3 separate regions of the Mus musculus genome follow, and regions 1 and 2 are each linked to region 3. Evidence: chromatin contacts called from public HiChIP or PLAC-seq and promoter capture Hi-C data. All regions are on one chromosome and are shown on one strand. The core of a region is the stretch at or near the end of the contact, and the rest is flanking DNA. Distances in the headings are between cores, read along the strand shown.

What was found. Promoter capture Hi-C pulls out the DNA fragments that hold promoters and counts their contacts. HiChIP or PLAC-seq counts read pairs in DNA pulled down with a chosen protein or histone mark.
Region 1: a contact with region 3 is called in an H3K4me3 HiChIP or PLAC-seq map of bone marrow-derived macrophages, with 2.3 times the contacts expected there. The contact joins the promoter of Ethe1 here to the promoter of Zfp526 in region 3. A contact is called at or near these places in 3 of 39 promoter capture datasets (hippocampal neurons, liver and pre-B cells) and 1 of 115 datasets of contacts at active chromatin or transcription factors (bone marrow-derived macrophages).
Region 2: a promoter capture Hi-C map of erythroid cells shows a contact between it and region 3, with 4 times the contacts expected there. The contact joins the promoter of Smg9 here to the promoter of Zfp526 in region 3. A contact is called at or near these places in 2 of 39 promoter capture datasets (erythroid cells and fetal liver) and 1 of 115 datasets of contacts at active chromatin or transcription factors (microglia).

What each region holds. Positions count from the first base shown.
Region 1 is chr7:24,592,411-24,595,536 of GRCm38.p6, reverse strand. Ethe1 (ethylmalonic encephalopathy 1) reads right to left here and starts at 1,629. Exons shown (of 7, transcript NM_001364014.1): 1 at 1,526-1,629; 2 at 975-1,119; 3 at 389-537. The coding sequence starts at 1,606.
Region 2 is chr7:24,397,867-24,400,935 of GRCm38.p6, reverse strand. Smg9 (smg-9 homolog, nonsense mediated mRNA decay factor (C. elegans)) reads right to left here and starts at 1,308. Exons shown (of 14, transcript NM_028047.2): 1 at 1,045-1,308.
Region 3 is chr7:25,219,579-25,222,681 of GRCm38.p6, reverse strand. Zfp526 (zinc finger protein 526) reads right to left here and starts at 1,257. Exons shown (of 3, transcript NM_175436.5): 1 at 1,178-1,257. Dedd2 (death effector domain-containing DNA binding protein 2) reads left to right here and starts at 2,823. Exons shown (of 5, transcript NM_207677.3): 1 at 2,823-2,918.

The DNA.
Region 1 (3,126 bases), core at 380-2,879, 630 kb after region 3:
ATGGTAGCCCCAGGGACCTCAGTAGACTCATCCAGACCTGTTGCTGAACAACAGGGCATTCCTTCTTCACCAAAGGACTAGGTGCCTCCCTCAGCTCTAGACTCAGAATGCCCAACCCGGAGCAAATTTTATGGAAATGGCCAAGGAAGAACCTGCCATCACTGTTGACTTAGGGGGATTGGCCAGAGCCACACCTGCCTACAGCCTCCTGCCCTAGTGCTCCACCTGGGTTTATGGTACTTTCCACAGAGAACAGAGCTGAGGAGTCTGAGCCTAAATCCACCAACCCTTCTTCCATTGGGCCCAGCAGTCCATTCCCCGAGCACCCTCTTCTCTTCAAAGTCTAAGGAGCTGTGGCCAACAACATCTTCTGTAAGACCCAACTCACAAAGCGTCCAAAGCGGATGGAATCACCTTCCCCGATATGCAAATCAGCCTGGGCTCCGCTGAGGCGGGAGATGACAGACTGGCAGCCCGGGAGCAGGGACCGGAGAACCCCCGTGCCGGTGATGTGGTCAGCATGGCAGTGAGTGTTCACTAGGAGAGAAGAGGGAATAGAAAACGGAATGTTTCAGCCCACAGCATCCAGCCTTCAGACCCAGGAAGGCAGACCCTAGACCTCCCTCAGACCCTGAGGTCCGGACTCCACCGCTCCTCCCTCATCCAACAGTCCAGACTCCAGCCCTCTTCCCCTAGACCCAGGAATCCAAGCCCACTCTTCCTCCTCTAAACTCAGGGATCCAGACCCCAATCTTCCTCCTTCAGGCCCAGAGCTCCAGGCTCCGTCTTTCTCCCTCAGACTCTCAGACCCTGACTCAATCATCTTCTTTCAGACCCTGGGGTCTATGCTCCTTCATCCAGGGTCTATCCTCCAGCCCTCCTCCCCCAGACTCAGGCGTCCAGGCTCCTGTTTTCCTAGAGCGCTTTCTCCGGGGCCCCGCCTCTCTCATGCCCAAGTTTGGTCCTGGACTTACCAGCGTACAACAGCTTGAGCCCCAGCTCCTTAATCAACTGAGCATCCCGATGCGCTGTCTCCAGAACGGGGTCGATCAGAACTGCCTCTCTTGACTCCCGGTCACCCAGAAGGTAGGTATAGGTGCAGCTCTTGGGTTCAAACATCTGGGAGGGATGGAGCAACGGAGAGAGTTCCCGGACCTAACTCCCATGCCTGGGGGATACAGTATCCAGGCCTCCCCTTCTTCCTAGAATCCTGAAGCTACAACCCCAACCCTCTTTGCCCAAGGATCAGGAATCAGAGGGTCCCCCCAGATCCCTCCAGCAGAATCAAGAAACTTCATCTTCAAACAAGCACCAAGTTAAGGACCCCGCCTTCTCTGGTAATGGGCCCCAGATCCCGACCCCAAGCTCAGGGTCCCACTAACTACTCCCTGTTAAAGGGTCGGGACTCCTTGTTTCCCAACAGCCAGGCATGAAGGACGCCCCAGACCTTCTTTAAAGGACAGAGAGTCCTGCCCCTCCCGCTGCCCCGGGCTCTGGGTCCTTTCGTCCGTTCGCCTCTCCGTACCTGCCGCAGGAGGACCGGGGCTCCGGATGCGCTTTGCTGGCTCAGCCGCCGCCCGGCGACCCTGACGACCGCGCTCGCCATCGCGCCAGAGCCCGCTCAGCACTGAGCCCTGCAGCCGCCCCGCCAGAGCCTTACGCACCGGGGCTGACCCGGGAGGGCGGGCCAGGGCGGGGCCTGCCTTAAAGGAACCGCAGTACACACGACCCAGGAAGGAAGGAAGGAAGGAGCAAGGGTTGCAGTGAGACCCTGAAACCGACAGGAAAGGGCCCAGGGACTCAAGGCATTTAGAGATACTGTTATAGAAACAGAGAGAGAAGTAGGGCTCCCTAGACACTTAGAGCCACGGGACGTTTTCCAGGAAAACACGTGTTCGGCTAGTCACCTGCTAAGGGAAAAAAATTAAATTCACGATCATTCATATTTTGAGGACCTGTTGGACCAGTATCTGACACAGGTTCTCACTACAAAGCTATGGCTACTTCGGAAATCGTCCTGTAGACCAGGGTGGTCTCGAACTCAGAGATCCGCCTACTTCTGCCTCTGTAGTGCTGAGATTAAAGGCGCTTGCACACACCATGCTTGACTGAGACAGGATCTTATATAGCCCAGGCTGGCCACAAAATCGTGGCTATCCTGCCTAAGTCTTCTAAGGACAGCAACAACAATAAATATTTAAGATTCTTATTTGTATTATTTAAAATTATGTCTGTGTCGGGTGTGTGCAGACGAGTGCGTGTAACGGTGTAGATCGAAGACACTGGATCCTCGGGAACTGGATTACAGGAGGTTGTGTAGTGCCCGTGTCGGTTCTGGGAACAGAATTTGGATCCTCTACAAAGAACAATATATGCTCTCCGGTGTGTGTGTGTGTGTGTGTGTGTGTGTGTATGTGTGTGTATTTGTGTGTGCGCGCGCATGCACATGCATATTCTTTTTTGAAGGGACATATATGTGCAGTTTAACTTTGTAGGGTCAGGTTCCACCTTCTACTTTTACCTAGATTCCAGGAACCGAACTTGCTGCAATGGTTGCTTAGCAACAGAGCCTTCTGCTAGCCCCTCACAAGGGTTATTTAAGCACCTTTGTCAGAAATAGTTATTTTTCTCTGGTTTTTTTTTCCTTCTTTTTCCTCCTTTTGTTGTTTACAGGAGCTCTCTCTCCCTCTCCCTGTCCATCTCCCTCTCCTCCCCACTCCCCGTTATTGTTGTTTTTAGCCTGGATCTTTGTAGCCTAGGCTGCATTCAAACTCCAATGTGCCTTAGAATGACCTGGAACTGCTTGTGCACACACACATACACACACACACCTCACACATACACACACAACACACACACACACACAACACATACATACACACACATACACACACATAACCCCCACACATACATACACACATATACACACACCCACATACCCACCACACACTCACATACACACATATACACACATCCCACATACATGAACAAAGCAACTTGAGAAGGGAGGGGTTTATTCCGCTTACTCTTCCACATCACTGCACATCTTTGAAGGAAATCAGAACAGGAACTGAGCAGGAAGCTGGAGGCAGGAGCTGATGCAGAGGCCATGGAGGGTGCTGCTTA
Region 2 (3,069 bases), core at 59-2,558, 820 kb after region 3:
AATTGACAAGTTGCTTTGCAAGAATTTCCAGGAGACCCCCAATTCTTAACTGTTCTAATGCCTTTTCTCTTGAGGCATGGTGCATTCCACAACTTAATACTGTTTCCTCCTCCTCCTCACCTCTCCCTCTCAAACAGGGTCCTGCTCTGCAGTTCAGGCTGGTCTCAAACTCATGGCGACCCTCCTGTTTCTGGCTCCACACTACTGGAATTACATGTGTGAGCCGCCTTGTCCAGTTCTATTCACGTATTTTTCTAAGTGCTTCCTAGTCTACTTGCAGTCTTTTTTTTTTTTTTTTTAAGATTTATTATAATATATAAGTACACTGTAGCTGTCTTCAGACACACCAGAAGAGGGCATCTGATCTCATTACGGATGGTTGTGAGCCACCATGTGGTTGCTGGGATTTGAACTCATGATCTCTGGAAGAGCAGTCAGTGCTCTTAACCGCTGAACCATCTCTCTAGCCCCCCTTTTTAAAAATATTATTTATGTATTTATTTATATGAGTACACTGTAGCTGTCTTCAGATACACACCAGTAGAATGTGCATCAGATCCCATTACAGGTGGTTGTGATCCACCATGTGGTGGCTGAGAATTGAACTCAGGACCTATGGGAGAGCAGTCAGTGCTCTTAACCTCTGAGCCATCTCTCCAGCCCCTACTTGCAGTCTTATATGGAGCCTCCTTCCAATACTCAGGCATGAAGAACCTCAAAATCCAATTTCCATGGAAGGTGGCCCTAGGTGTATGTCGGCTTCTTTGGGACTGTGTCCAGAAATTTCCTCCCGATACTGTTAGAAGGCTCGTACCAGCACTACAGGGACACTTTACAGTGGCTATAGTTTCTATTAATTTATTTGTACCTCCAGCTAACGGCGCCGCAATTCCGAGACCTTCACGTTCCTACTCCCATTGGCCAGCCGCCCAGCGACCTTTTAACGGCAGGGCGGGGGCGGGGCTTGAATACGCCCCACCCCCAACCCCGCCCCGTCGGCGCGCCTGCCTCTCCCAGGCTCGGGGCGTCCCCCCTTCCCCTTACCTAGGGCAGCTGCTGATTAGTTCCTGGGTCGCAGCGCGCGCTCTGAGTGACGGGAGTGCAGCGTGGGCGGGGAAGGTCCTCCACAGCCACCTGCCGTGTAAATGGTGCCGGAAGGTCACAAGCCAGAGAATGAGAGAGGCCGAGAAAACGGGTGCCGGCTATTCCGGAACAGGCCTTGGCGTCCCGGAAGCTCCCAGAGGAGGAAGAAGAGGAAGCCACAGTACGCAGCCCAACGAGTCACGGCCTGCGCTGCTAGCTCGGCGCATGCGCCGCGGGCTGGGCGCGCAAGCGAACCCAACGTGCGCGTTAGACTGAGCATGCGTGAATGGAGGTGGCTGGCTTCAGCACGCATGCGGATTACGGAGGGGCGAGGGAGTATGTTGCTGCTGAGAAGGCGCGTGCGCATTGTTTCTCTGGGCGGGCCTGCTGTTTGGCTGGGTGGGCAGCTCTGGAGATTTCGAGTTCGAATCCCGGGTCTTCTGTAGTGTTGTCAGACCGATCGGGGTAGGGTACGGCGGAAGGGAGGAATTAACGTCCTTATCTGAGCAAGCACAAGACTGATTCAGCTGGCTGCAAGAAGCGATCTTGAAGGACTTTAAGGAAGAGCCCAGCTCCTCCAAGACAGAACATCTGTAGAGAAAGGTCTAGGCTTGGACCTGTGGCACGAGGTGGGCGGCAGAAGTGGGCGGATCGCAGGGCTACAGAAGGGGCAAACATTCAAAGGACTAGGGGCACAGCCTGAAGCAGCTGGAAGGCCACTGGGCAGAGGGTGCAGTCACCCAATGGAAAGACAGCTGAGAGGCAGAAGTTCCACCTCCCCTATTGCTTTTCCTTTCTTAAAGAAAAAAAACCGTGAGTCCATCAGCCTGACCTCAAACTTACCCTCCTGTGTCTGCCTCTTCAGCATAACCTACCTGTGTGTGCCGCCACAATCAGCTCTCTTGGTTATTTGTTTGTTTGTTTGTTTGTTTGTTTGTTTGTTTTGAGACAGGGTTTCTCTGTATAGCCCTGGCTGTCCTGGAACTCACTCTGTAGACCAGGCTGGTCTCAAACTCAGAAATCCGCCTGCCTCTGCCTCCCAAGTGCTGGGATTAAAGGCAGCTCTCTTGTTTTGAGGTGGGGTCTTACTGTGTAGACCAGGCTGGTCTAGAACTCAAAGAAACCCACCTGCCTTGGCCTCAGGACTGCTGGGCTCTCCCCACCCCCTCGGCTTTTCGTTATTCTCTCCCATTCTCTTCTGTACTGAGAAAAGAGAGAGGGCCTTGCTATGTAGGATGTGCTCTACCACTGATCTGCATTTCAAGACACAAGCACACATGCGTGCTTGTCCCCAGAGCTGATCTCCATGTCAGCCTAACTCAAACAGCATCGCCTCCCTCCATGCCCCCGCCAAGCTCTTCTCTGTTCTCCTATGGGCACCTAGCTGCCAAGACTTAAAGTTTGCCTTCCCTTCGGCTTTTCTTTCAAATTTGAAAAAAAAAAAAATGTTCCTTGGAGTGCTGATAGAGGCACACTCCACGGGATTAAACCTAGAGCCCCATGCATGTTATGCATGCTAGGTAAGCACACTGCTGCCTGGGCCACATGGCCAGCTTATAAAGGATGGATATATATATAGTGAGTACACTGTAGCTGTCATCAGACACACCAGAAGAGGGCATCAGATCCCATTACAGATGGTTGTGAGCCACCATGTGGTTGCTGGGAATCGAACTCAGGACCTCTGGAAGAGCAGCCAGTGCTCTTAACCGCTGAGCCTTCTCTCCAGCCCGTGAAGAATTTTTTTATTGTTGAAGCCTGGAGACAGAAAGCACGAGTTTTTCATATTCAAGGTAACCATCAGGGCAGTGATTGGTTGGAGGGCTGTTTATGAAGAGTGCTCAATGCCACCAGATTCACTGAGTTATAAGCGGGATGTGTGCCCTCTAGGATGTGTGCGCACACATGCAGCAATGCACATTTGGATGCCAGAGGAGTCAGCAAGAATCAGCACTGTCCTTCTATCCCATGGGTCCCAAGCGCCTT
Region 3 (3,103 bases), core at 8-2,507:
GGTGCCCAGCACACAGTAAATACACAGACTCATTCAGTGACGAGTTAAGGCTCCCTATAGACGATGTCCTGGGACCTTAACCATCTCTGTGCACACTACATGTCTACCCATTTTATGCATTTCCATGATACATAGCCCAGTACAAGGCCCTGTTATTAGTTGATGACCAATAAACCATTTGCAGATAAATGACTTGCTAAATGCTCAGGAACCAAACTTTCCTTATCTACCAATTCCAAATACCCCATTAAGTGCGCTCTGTTTTGAAGCATCTCATCTTGTAACCCTGGCCTATCTGGAACTCACTATGTAGGGCAGACTGGCCTCAAACTCACAGAAATCTACCAGCTTCTCCCTCCCCAGTGCTGACATTGAAAGCGGGTGCCACTACACCTGCCTGGCTCCTCATTAAGTCCGAACCAGTCCATAAAGGATTTTCTTAGAAACAATCAAATGGGCTGGGGGTGGGGGAGGTTAGCATTCTGCCTTAGTTACAGCCTCACTGCCAAGACAGAACTCCCCTGGCTTGGATCAGAGCATGCTACATGGCTTGTAGCAGGTAAGGAGCGGATGCCCAAACTTTACAAAGTATGGATGAGCTCATACACAGAAAAACATGGTGCACAGGACCCAATCCTATGTGCTCTCTGAATTTCATCCAACTCAATCCTTCCAAAACTCACTTAACTTGCACACAATCCTAATAACACTGTCCTTCTAGAAAGTAGCACAGGTATCCCGAAATGGACACTTTTCCGCCTGCATTCTTTTCCCTCCCAGTCCTACACCGTGTCAGGGGGTAGGTGGAATTCAGCTAATACCTCTGTATACGGAAAGGAGATCTAAGCACCTACACCAGGGGCCTGAAAGTTCAACTTTCCCGCTACACTGCTTTTTTCCCTCCTACCAGATTCCTCTTCTCTGCAGCGTGAGAGCCCCCTGCAGGGGTGGGGTGTGCAAGCGAGCTCAAGCTGAGGCCAGCACAAGCAGGGGATCCAACGACGCCTCTAGGGCACACAGGAAGGAGCTGTCGATCATCCCGCGCTGCTCCAGCCCCAAGCGCAGGCCCCAAGGCTCTCCGACCCTGAGCGTACCCTTCCCTCTTCCTCCACTCTCTCCTTACACCCAGCGCTCTCTTCCCCGCCCGCCCTGCGGCGCCCTCACCCATCTCTCTTACCTCCAAGCAGCCCCTGCCGCTCTTGACACAGACCCTCCACTCCAGTAGTGTAGGACCCTTCACTATCCACGCCTCCCATTGGGCGGTGCTCTCAGGAGAGGCAGCCAATCAGAGCTGGTAGCGCAGGGCACGCGCCCTCGCGCCTGCGTGTTGGGAGTCAGGCGGGGCTCCGCGAGTTTCTCCACGCAGACACCAGTGCCCTGGAGGCGGTGTCCGGGACCAGGAGAGGCGCCTGCGCAGTTCTCCGGGGCCGCTCCTTTCCTGCTGTTTGAAAATTCAGCGGAGAAAAGTGTGCATCCTTATAGAGCGAGGTCGCACAAATGAACGTGGCGGTGCGAGACTTTGACAGGTGTTATCTCGTAGCAGAAGAGACTGAGCGTTTCTGACAGCGTAACTAAAAAGCCAGACACACTTGTACTTTTCCTGCGCCGCCTCAGTTTTTGCTTACGTGCAAAGTGGACTGGAATCGCATCTCCTGAAAGGTTGTTGAAGGCATTGAATTTTGTCATACACATAAAAATGTTCGGCTCGGGGCCTGATACACCGTAGTACTCACTATAGCCCACCCATCATAGAAGCTTTACCGTTTATAAATAGCTTTCCCCTTCCTCCCATTCTTTGTCTGATTCAATGATATTCACACAGAGAGCCCATACCGTGGACTCCACTGCCATCCGTTTCACAGGTGGAAAAGCTAAGGCCCAGAAAAGGGAAACAAACAGCCAGCATTGAGCCAGAGCCTCCCGCCCCTTAGGGAGACAATTCCGGGGGTGGAAACCAGTCCTAGAAGAGACCTGTCTTAGGCACGTGCTGGCCCTGACCTTGAGTCACCTAAGTGGGGGAGGAGGAGCGACCGTCACGCTCAAGGCCTCGTGTAGGGGACATGAAGACACCCTAGCCTCCACTTCTGTGACAGGATTGCTCTCATAGGTGCAGGTTAGGAGGGGCATCTGGGTGGCTCCAAGACTCAAGAGGGCTCAGAAGCGATTGTACAAAGGCTGTTCTAACCGTGGGTGTGGTGTCTATGATAGGAGGTGCTGATGGACGTCTTCGGAATGTGCTGCACACAGGGGGTGGCAAGGTCTATTGAGATTTGGGAAGAGGTATCATTCTGCTGCTTGCGACTGGAGAATTTATAAATTGGGGCTGGGGAGCTGTATGAGCAAGAATTTCCATGTAGGATCTGAGACAGCAGAGTTGAGTTGTAGGTTTCTGGTTGCCACCAGAATGGGGCATACTGTATTACAAGTCCTGATTATGAGCCTTGAGCGCTCCAGGGAGTCGGGACCCTCGTGACTGGTTTACTTTGCGCTGACAGCTGTTGGCACTGGTCATGTGGGTGTCTAGGACGTGATCAGGAGGAAGAGGTAGTCTGTGGGATGAGTAATTCCACCAGGTCGTGTCATAGGATTCAGGGGACACACACCGAGCCTGAAACCACCATCAAGAGCAAGACACAGCGAGGTTTTGCTCTTGCGCAAGCGCAGCAAGGGAGAGTCCGGACGCTTGGGTTAGGGGCGGATCTGGAGTCCTGGAAGGGGTGGAGCTTGAGGTCTGATTCTGCGCTTGCGCTGTAGGGGCGTGGCGGTCGCACCTGCGCGAGTTGGGCGAAAGAGGAGGAGCGAGGTGACGCAGGCGTAATAATAGAGAAGGTGCCAGAAAGATCCAAAACAAGTGGCTGCGGCCGTCGCCCAGAAGTCATCGGACGCTGGAATCTGGTGAGGATAAGAGAGGCCTAAAGGTGACTGGTGAAGGGTAGCTGGAACCACTTGGGTGCTCGGGTGAGGGCAGGATCGATCGCCCTTTCAGGGAGGGGGGGTCGGATTCAGACAGTACCACCTGTGTGGCGCTCAGGGTTGTCTTGGTCGGTCCCACTTGCAGGGGGCCGAGGGTCACTTTTGAAAGGTATCACTTGAGTGGGATGTT